3 separate regions of the Mus musculus genome follow, and regions 2 and 3 are each linked to region 1. The links are chromatin contacts, called in public HiChIP or PLAC-seq and promoter capture Hi-C maps. All regions are on one chromosome and are shown on one strand. The core of a region is the stretch at or near the end of the contact, and the rest is flanking DNA. Distances in the headings are between cores, read along the strand shown.

The links. HiChIP or PLAC-seq counts read pairs in DNA pulled down with a chosen protein or histone mark. Capture Hi-C pulls out chosen DNA fragments and counts their contacts.
Region 2: a contact with region 1 is called in an H3K4me3 HiChIP or PLAC-seq map of the SCID.adh cell line, with 18 read pairs. The contact joins the enhancer-like site here to the promoter of Gpr25 in region 1. A contact is called at or near these places in 1 of 39 promoter capture datasets (frontonasal cranial neural crest), 2 of 115 datasets of contacts at active chromatin or transcription factors (the SCID.adh cell line and embryonic stem cells) and 2 of 9 other capture datasets (adipose tissue and liver).
Region 3: a contact with region 1 is called in a promoter capture Hi-C map of adipose tissue. The contact joins the promoter of Mroh3 here to the promoter of Gpr25 in region 1. A contact is called at or near these places in 5 of 39 promoter capture datasets (the SN4741 cell line, embryonic stem cells and hematopoietic stem and progenitor cells), 1 of 15 datasets of contacts at CTCF or cohesin (the NIH/3T3 cell line), 3 of 484 Hi-C or Micro-C datasets (the G1E-ER4 cell line, female germline stem cells and trophoblast stem cells), 7 of 115 datasets of contacts at active chromatin or transcription factors (the SCID.adh cell line, embryonic stem cells, kidney and 1 more) and 4 of 9 other capture datasets (adipose tissue, embryonic stem cells, liver and 1 more).

The regions. Positions count from the first base shown.
Region 1 is chr1:136,259,243-136,262,369 of GRCm38.p6, reverse strand. Gpr25 (G protein-coupled receptor 25) reads left to right here and starts at 1,444. Exons shown (of 1, transcript NM_001101516.2): 1 at 1,444-3,127. The coding sequence starts at 1,497. The coding sequence ends at 2,573.
Region 2 is chr1:136,314,246-136,317,372 of GRCm38.p6, reverse strand. All of the region lies in intron 2 of Camsap2 (calmodulin regulated spectrin-associated protein family, member 2), which reads left to right. Among named protein-coding and RNA genes, the nearest start is that of Camsap2, 30 kb to the left of the region's middle. Within about 2 kb of position 1,427, at least 4 of the 459 cell types and tissues checked have an H3K27ac peak or open chromatin away from gene starts, as enhancers often do. A contact at or near this core is called in the SCID.adh cell line, where this site is marked.
Region 3 is chr1:136,211,246-136,214,372 of GRCm38.p6, reverse strand. It overlaps Mroh3 (maestro heat-like repeat family member 3), which reads left to right and starts at 1,553. Exons shown (of 23, transcript NM_001329610.2): 1 at 1,553-1,768; 2 at 2,970-3,084. The coding sequence starts at 2,997. Inava (innate immunity activator) reads left to right here. Exons shown (of 10, transcript NM_028872.3): 10 at 1-851. The coding sequence ends at 47.

The DNA.
Region 1 (3,127 bases), core at 195-2,694:
TTGCCTAATGAGAGTGAAAGATCTTACCCCCCCTAAAATAAAACAACCACCATCTAACTCCTTCATGAATACAACAGCCCCCTGTGGAGTCCCTGTGGCTTGATGAGCCTTCCCCCTCTGTGACTCATACAGTCCTGCCAAATCAGACTGATGCCCAAAGCCTTCAGGATCAGGCCACAGCCTGCCAGTGTCTTCCTGCATGTCTCAGTATACTTGCTTTTTTATCCCTTCCTGGGCTGGCTCATCCTCTCTGCTTTGCCATTCCTTTTGACCTTTAACCCCTTCCTAGACCCGACCTGAACTGTCGCCCCTTCTGCGGACCTTTTCCCCGAAGCATGAACAGCTCCTCCTTCTAAGCGCTGAGTGGACGTGGTTTTAAACCTGTACCACAGTTTGACTGATGGCAGGCTGGCCGTTGCACACACAGCCTGTGTCTCTCCCCTCCTCGAGAAGGGATCTGAGGTCAAGAATGCATTTCTTGCAATGCAGAGGAAGCCAGTGCCTGCTGCACAGAGAGGTCCCCTGAGAGTGGAATGGGAAGGAACAAAGCTTAGACATCCTGCACCCCTTTAGCCACAAACCCTTTCCCATCAGTTCACAAGAACTCTCAGAGCTACTGTCTCATGATTTAGAATAGCAAATCTGTTGGATTGTTAGGGGCCATTTTGTGTCATCTTTTGTATAGAGGTTATAACCCTGTTTGACTTATCAGCTAGATTTTGAAGTATGGGGAGGAGGAGGAGGAGGGTTAACCCAGGGGCCTGGCCCCCTTCCAGCAGGGCCACCTGATTACACTTTCTGTCTCTAGCTTAGACCCTTTCCACACGGCTCCATGAGGCCTGGACCAGGACAGAAGTGTCACTCCAGGTGACACGTCTAGTCTTTTATCCTAGGAGGCTATTAATTAGTCCAAGAACTGTGGTGCCAATTCTTGATCGGGCACCAAGGGAATCTCCCTCAACCTTCAGACCCCTTCAAGTGCTACACAGCAGAGCAGATTAGAGAAGGAAGCCGAGGCGTTGCCCTCCCTCAGAAACCCTCATGCCTGGTCTGTCTCCCCACCCTCCACCCCCCCTCTAAAAACTAGAAAAGAAACGCCTGGTGAGAATCGAGAACAGGTTAGGGCTCTACGGCACCCACTGCCCCTTGCACCCTATCTCAGAGTCCCACTCCCTTCCCCCAGATACTAGGCCAAGCACCCAGAAATGATGAGCCACCAATTCTGAGTGGCCGCAGTTCTCTCAGCCCTAAGGACATCTCACAATACCCAGTTGTGCCCTTCCCTTTGGGTCAGCCCCAACTTGGAAGGTAACATCACCACCACAGAGGCCTGCCCCTCCCAGCCCCACACTCTTCTCACCCCAAAGCCTCGGCCTAGGGTGGCAGGAAGGGAGGGAGGGAGGTGCTGGGCACAGGCTGTGAAAAGCAAACCCCCTCCTGCTCAGAGAGGGCAGCCGCCCTGCGCCAGGATGCACGCCGGCCCGGTGACCCCGGCCATGCAGTCCACCGAACCCTGGAGTCCTAGCTGGGGCACGTTGTCCTGGGACTATTCGGGCTCGGGCTCCCTGGACCAAGTGGAGTTGTGCCCTGCTTGGAACCTGCCTTACGGCCACGCCATCATCCCAGCGCTCTACCTGGCGGCCTTCGCCGTGGGCCTGCCGGGCAACGCCTTCGTGGTGTGGCTACTGAGCCGGCAGCGCGGGCCGCGGCGGCTGGTGGACACCTTCGTGCTGCACTTGGCGGCCGCCGACCTGGGCTTCGTGCTCACGCTGCCGCTGTGGGCCGCGGCAGAGGCGCGCGGCGGCCTCTGGCCCTTCGGCGACGGCCTGTGCAAAGTCAGCAGCTTCGCGCTGGCGGTCACGCGCTGCGCGGGCGCGCTGCTGCTGGCGGGCATGAGCGTGGACCGCTACCTGGCGGTGGGCCGGCCGCTGAGCGCGCGCCCGCTGCGGAGCGCGCGCTGTGTGCGAGCCGTGTGCGGCGCCGCCTGGGCTGCGGCGTTCCTGGCGGGTTTGCCGGCCTTGCTCTACCGGGGACTGCAGCCGAGCCTGGACGGCGTGGGCAGCCAGTGCGCCGAAGAGCCCTGGGAAGCGCTCCAGGGTGTCGGGCTGCTGCTGCTGCTACTGACCTTCGCGCTGCCGCTGGCTGTCACCCTGATCTGCTACTGGCGCGTGTCGCGCCGCCTGCCGCGCGTCGGTAGGGCCCGGAGCAACTCCCTGCGCATCATCTTCACCGTGGAGAGCGTCTTCGTGGGCTGCTGGCTGCCCTTCGGCGTCCTGCGCTCCCTCTTCCACCTGGCGCGGCTCCAGGCGCTGCCGCTGCCCTGCTCCCTGCTGCTGGCTCTGCGCTGGGGTCTGACTGTCACCACCTGCCTGGCTTTCGTCAATAGCAGTGCGAACCCGGTCATCTACCTCCTGTTGGACCGCTCATTCCGCGCCCGGGCCCGGTTCGGGCTGTGCGCGCGCGCCGGGCGCCAGGTGCGCAGGATCAGCTCGGCCTCCTCGCTCTCCAGGGACGACAGTTCGGTGTTCCGGGGCCGGTCCCCGAAGGTGAACTCTGCCTCGGCCACTTGGTAGCCTCCCCGGGATGGCGCAGGTGGAACGGTGCTTCAAAGAGAGGAACCATGTGCTTGCAGATGCGCCAGGGGACTGCCCATCAGCTTTCTCGGAGCTGGCTGTTGGGGCTGGCTGTTCTCACAAACCGATGGGGAAGGATGGGCTATTATATTAGTTTTCTCCAGGGCAAGAAAAGCTGTAGACACTCACCTGGAGAAGCGGGTTCACCTAGTAGATGGGAGGGAAGTGGGTTCTGTTCTCTGCTTCATTCTGTGTAATTCAGCCCAAATATCCAAACCAGACTCTCAAAGGTCCTTCTTGCTCCTGACTGTTCTTGCCCCTACAAAAGCCATTGTCCTTTGAGGAATTTCTTCTCCTGGTCAGCCCTCTAGCAACACCATCTCAAACACCTCTCCCTTCCCCTCCCCTCCCTCTTCCCCTCCCTCTCCCTCTTCACCTCCCCCTCTCCCTCTCTCTCCCTTTTCTCCTCCCCCTCTATCCCCTCTCCCTTTCCCTTTCCCGCTCCCCTCCCTCTTCCCTTTTCCCTCCCCCTCTATCCCGCCCCCCCCCCTTCT
Region 2 (3,127 bases), core at 178-2,677, 55 kb before region 1:
TGGCAAGCAGGTGCCCAGAACTTGGCCTGCCTCTGTTCCCCTTGAGCTGGGATTACAGATCCCTGTGACTGTGCCCAGCTTTTTACTCTTAAAAATTGTTATTTTGTTATTTCATGTATGTGGGTGTTTCTCCTGCTTGTATATCTGCACCATATGCATACGTGTTTCCCATAGACCAGGAGAGTTCTGTATGCCCTCTTTTTTTAACTTAAAAAATTGTTTAAAAAGGTAAGATCCCTAGTAGATTTCATCTTATTCCTATAGAATGAAGCTAAAGTAAAGTTTCTCCGCAGTCGTCCCACCCCGCTGAGTAACCCCGAACTGCTTTTACGCAGAACCCCTTCTGTGAAGACAGGGCCTGCGGGTCCTGATTATCACCATGTTCTTAGAGCCTAGCCAAGGAGATGCAAAATCAGCAAACATTTGATATATTAGTGAGTTTTTAAGAATTAAATACATTTGGCAAGATCATATCACTTTTCCAACAAACAAACAAAAGGATGCAGTCTTGCTGTGCTCTGTTAGGCTTGGGCTCAGAGCTCAAAGGTTTCTGGTTTGCTGAGGTAAAGGATTAGAGCCCCTGTCTTTGTTAGGGTTTCTGTTCTTGTGAAGAGATGCTATGACCACAGCAACTCCTATAAAAGAAAACATTTAATTGGGGCTGGCTTACAAGTTTATAGTTTAGACAGTTACTGTCATGGCAGAAAGCATGGTAGTGTGAAGATGTGGTGCTGGACAAGGAGCTGAGAGTTCTACATCTGCATTGGCAGGCAGCACTGAGAGTAAGATGCTGGGCATGGCCTGGGCTTTTAAAACCTCAAAGCCTACCCCTAGTGACAAGCTTCCTCTAAGAAAGCCACACCCACTCCAACAAGGCCACATTTTTTAACCCTTTCAGTGCCACTCCCTGTGCACCTGTTGGGCCATTTTCATTCAGACCTCAACAGCTCCCTGTTGCTGTTTGTCTCTGTAGCTCTGAAGTCAGTGTCTAGTGATCCTTCAGGCCTCCTTTGCACACAGAGCTCTTGGGAGACAAGCCTCTCTACTTGCTAGGCTATTAGGAGACAGCCACAGTGATGTCACAGTGTCACTCCATCTTGTCTTCTGATAAAGCTGATGCCACACAGCCACCTGGAAAAGATTATGGGGCAAGCTTCCCCTCAGAGTTTCTGCAGGTTCACGCAGCTTTCTCGGGTGCTGATTTTGAGATAATAAAAAACAGTTTAGTGTACCTTTGGAACTTGTTTTAGATTTTGAAGTTTGAGGCACAGTTTTTGGCTTAGAAGCAAGTATTCTTGGAAAACTTACAAATTTGGAAAACTATAAAAAACAGACATTTAGAAATACAACATACATAACTGGTTGCAATGCAGTAGGCATGCCATCTTGTGCAGGGAGAGAACGTGGGTGCCATTTTCCGCTGAGGGCCCAGGTAGCAGCAGTTAGCTGAGCAGCGCTGGACGCTCCTGAGCTGCTGTGTGTACGCTGTCATAAACAGAAGCCTGTTCAGCTCATTTGAGTATATTCTTGAAAACACACTCTCTTCACTTAAGCTGCGACTTGTTAAATGCAATTTACTCTCAGGAGCTTTTAATGGAGCCCCTGGCTCATGGTCTTGATGGTTAGTTTTTCCTGTTAACATGTTAACATATCTGATTGGTTCATTGGAATTTCATTAATTCCTTAAAGTCTTAATTATTAAATGATTAAAACTAAGTCTAAAGAGTATTTTTAGATTTTATTTCTTACTTAGACTGTATTCCTCTATAATAAGCTTCTGTCAACATTGCAAACATAAAACCAAACTGACTGTAAACCTATAAAAATGTTCCTTGAGAAACTTTTAGATTACTTTGAGATATTTTTTATTTGAAATTTTATGATGAGAAATTAAATGTTTATTCACATTTGAAAAATTGTTCTGAATCAATACATAGTACCTGTACATATTTGTGGGATAAGCATGCCATTTCGATATATAAACACAATGTATAATTACAGGTTCATAGTAATTGCATACCTGTTGCTCCAGACATTCGTCATTCCTTTATGGTAGGAAAATTAACATCCCTTTCCTGACTCCCCTGCCCCCCCCACACACACACACACATACACACACTTCTTTTTTAGTATGTGTGTGTAATGTGTGTGTTCATATCTGTATATATGTGGGTGAGTACCAGAGGATGCGTTTACATGTGGAGGCCTGAGGTGGATAGGAATCGCCACTCTTCCACTGTCTTCAATAAGGCAGATCTCTCAGTTAAACCCAGAGATCTCTGGGCTGGCCTTATAGATTGCTTGCTCTGGGGATTTTTTCTGTTCCTACTTTCTAAGGCTAGAATTATAGACATGCATCCACAACCATCTGTCATTTTCATGGGTTCTTGTGATCCTAACTCGATTAAGAATTTAACAATCCCCTTCTACTAGCTGTCTAGAAATACTCATAGTCAATCAGTTAGTTCATTGTGCTATAGAACATGGAGTTTTTCCTTTTATCCACATGAGCCTCTGTCCCCAGTAGATCTCTTCTATTTTCCCTCCCGACATTCCTCCTAGGCTCTGATAGTCATTCTGTGTGCTACACTTTATTGTTTTATTTTTTGGAGTGACAGGTCTCTAGCCCAGGCTGATACTATCCTGTATCAGTTTGTCCAGAGAGTCTTGCAGTCTGTAATGCAAACCATTCACCTTTGTTATTCTCTGTCAAAATTGTTATTTCAGTTTCTTTACATTTCCCTATACACTCAAAACAGCTTTTCACACAGGCACACAGCTAGCCCCCACTTGTACACTAAAGAAAAACCAACAAAGAATAATACTGTCTGTAGGACTTTTGAATATGTCCTTTCTTTTTGCAGTTTGCTAAGAAGTTTGTGTATATGAATCATAAGTAAATGGTTTTTTTTTCAAGTGTTTTTCCTTTTGTTGAGATGATCACGTGGGTTTCTTTACTTATCTTGTTAATAGGTGAACTGTTTTTCAAATATTAACAATCTTAGATGTTACCTTGTCTGGTCCTGATATGTTAGCCTCCCTTCCATACATACACACACATGTATACACATGCACACACACACACAAACACATACACACATATGTGAATAATTCCATTCATTCATTC
Region 3 (3,127 bases), core at 304-2,803, 48 kb after region 1:
TGCAAGTCTTTGTGCCTGAGAACGGAGAGATTATCAGCCAAGTGTAACTCTTCTGAACGCCTTGCCTCGTGCGGGAAAAGACTTTTCTATTGGAGCTGGGGTCGAGGACCCCCTCACCCTTAAGTGCTTCTTTCATCTCCCCTCCCCTCATCGCAGGCCGATGATGCAGAGCTGAGACCTTTCGGTTTTTTTACATGTGTTTCCCAGAAGTCCTGACCTGAGGATTTATATCTGTGATTTGTCTTATTCTTTAATAACATGATTATGCTTTATCCCCCAGAGTCTGGCCTTTTGGACTAATGTCGAGCTGGACTAATCGACAGCATTTGTCTCCTTATGTAGGACAAGTGGCATAGAGGGCCCCTTGAGACGTCCCATATGCTCTGGGCCCTCTTTCTGAGATACCTGTTGCTTCTTAAGGCTGGAGGCCGGATGTGGGACTCCCTCAACAGGGACTCTTCCCTTGTTTCCCAGATGCTGGGCAGAACTCTCCTCTCCCCTTCAGGGCACAGGCATTTCTGTCATGGTGTTCTTCCCATACCCTACAGTAGTCCCAACCTCCACTTGCCATATTGTATGGCTTCTGAGCCCCTTCCCCAGTGCATAGATGCCCCCCCCCCAACCCAGTGTATTCTCTGGATCCCTAAGTGCCTTAGATCCTGAGCCACAGAGCTGAGAGACTTCTGAGTGCTAGTGCCTCCCCACACCTGAGCATCCTTCACATTAATTAACTTATTGGTCTTACCTAACAGCTATCTCGTGTGGTTGCACCGTGGCGGTGCCCTCCGTTACAGGGCAACCTTGTGCCAAATACTTCAATAAAATCTGATTGGCCCAGCTGAGGATGAAGGATTCTGTGTGTGTGCTGAGTTGTTTTTTTTGTTTGTTTGTTTGTTTTGACCAAGCACAGAGTGGGCTCCTTGAGATGGCTGCCTGGTTTGGTCATGACTCTAGGGAGCAAGCAGAGTGACAGACAGAAACTCAAGCTGCTTCTCTGAGCACAGGGAATCCAGCAAAGCTCCTCAAGGTCTCCAGAGCCTGAACTTTTAGCTCAACTGTTAAAATCTGGAAAGCCCAGATTCCATTTTCAGCACCCTCATGGCAGCTCCATGGAGTAACCTTGGAAGGCACTTCAGCGCTTTGTGATCCCTTTTTCTCTGGCTTCAGATGGCCCAGGCTCAGTGGTTTGAGGCTTATTTGAAATTGTTCTTGTGGCTGGAAAAACAGGCGTTCCTTGGGTAAGGAGGGGCTCTCCATAAGACCCCTTCTGTGTTTTTGCAAAAGGTGGAGAGGGAGGGGTAGTAGGAGGAGAGGGGTGTTGGAGGGAGGCTGCAACTTTTTCTGCTGCCCTGTAGGGGGTGCTCAGGACTTGAGAGCAGAGCGCCTGCTATGGCTACAGTTTCTGGAGAGCTTGTGGCCTGAGTCTGAGGTAGCAGCTCTGTGTCAGGCAGAGAAAGGGGTCTCTGTTTTGCCTGTCCCTCTCCACAGTCAAGGAAGAGGTAGGTCACAAAGGGCCAGGCAGATGGCTATGCAGGGGTGACGCCAGTGCTGCACTTGGTGGCCAGCCCTAGAGACTGTAGGAATCTGGCTTTCAAGGACCTGGCTTTATTAGGCTGGGGGTTGTTCCATGCTAGGGGTTGGGTGGGAAGGGAAGAGAGTTCCAGGGCCTCTAGAGAAGCTGTGGGCATCCTTATCTCAGACCTGAACATCAATGTAGCTATTAACTGTGGCCAGTAAGGACTTGATTTTGGATGTAACTTATTTTGTGGTAAGTTTGAACTTTATTTTTCCTGTGTTGGGGATGGAACCCAGGGTTTCACACTTGTCAGGCAGGTATTTGGTTTTGTGTTTTAGCCATCTGTCATCTGTTAGGCCCAGAAAAATACATTTTAGGGTTTTTTTTTTTAAATGTATATGGGCGTACCATGTGTGTGCAGTGCCCACTTTGGCTAGATGAGGGCATCAGCTTCCCTGGAACTGGAGTTACCGTGAGCACTTTTAACCGTTGAGCCATCTCTCCAGTTCCCACCCCCAATTCCAGGTAAAGCTTGATCAGAGGGTTCTGTTGTAATAATCTTTCTAGGTGGCAAAGAGGTTGAAGTATCTATATATCTATATAGCTATAGATATATAGATATGGGAGGCTGTTAAGAAAAAATGGGGGATAGCTAAGTTCTTGTAAGCAGCCAGCCTTGAAATGTGCCAGTGTGAGGAACTGGTTGGGCATAACTCCTTTCAGTTTCAGTCCATAGGCTAGCTCTACACCTGAGCATCCATGTCTGGGAGTTGCAGGCACGTTAGAGTCCTTAGCCTCCCCTCCTGGATGGCAGAAGGGACATCCTAGAGAATGGGAAAGAACCCTCTGCTAAGAACAGCTTCAGAACCTGACCTTAAGACATCAGAACCACAGATAGAAACTTCCCTGGGAGCCAGCTTGAGTCTGAGATTGCCACAGGAGATCCTTGGCTGGTGCCTGCATGACCCATAAGGAGTCAGGGTTCTTCAAGGGGGGTTGTGCACTTTCCCCAGAAACAGGAGATAAAATGGGAAACTAGCAAACAGGACCTAGCATGGGCACTGTCCAGTCAGTTCTTGTGGTTCTGTTTTGTTTGTTTGTTTGTTTTTTCTCTTCTCTTCTCTTCTCTTCTCTTCTCTTCTTTTCTTCCCCCTCCCCTTTCCCCCCTCCCCTCCCCTCCCCTCCCCTCCCCTCCCCTCCCCTCTTCTTTTCTTTTCTTTTCTTCTTTTCTTTTCTTTTCTTTTCTTTTCTTTTCTTTTCTTTTCTCTTCTTATTCTGCCCTCATGCCATGGATAAATGCAGAGCCTCAGGACATGCTGAACAAGTGTTCTGCTATCTCCAACCCTGTCCTTGTAAATGGTCAGGCTGCCTCCTGCAGCCTTCCCCTATACTAAACCTGCATCACTAAGAAGACCAGACTCTCATCAGGCCTGACTGCTGGTCTCATTACAAGCTGTTGGATCCTGTCCTGGGTGGGCAAATGAATCTACACTCCGAGGAGAGAAATCTGAACAGAGTAACATTTCGGTCATCGATGTACGATGTCTTGTTAGAGCCAAGTTTATCAGGTAAGCAGTTTTCTGTAGGCCTGGGTATCACTAATCTTACTGA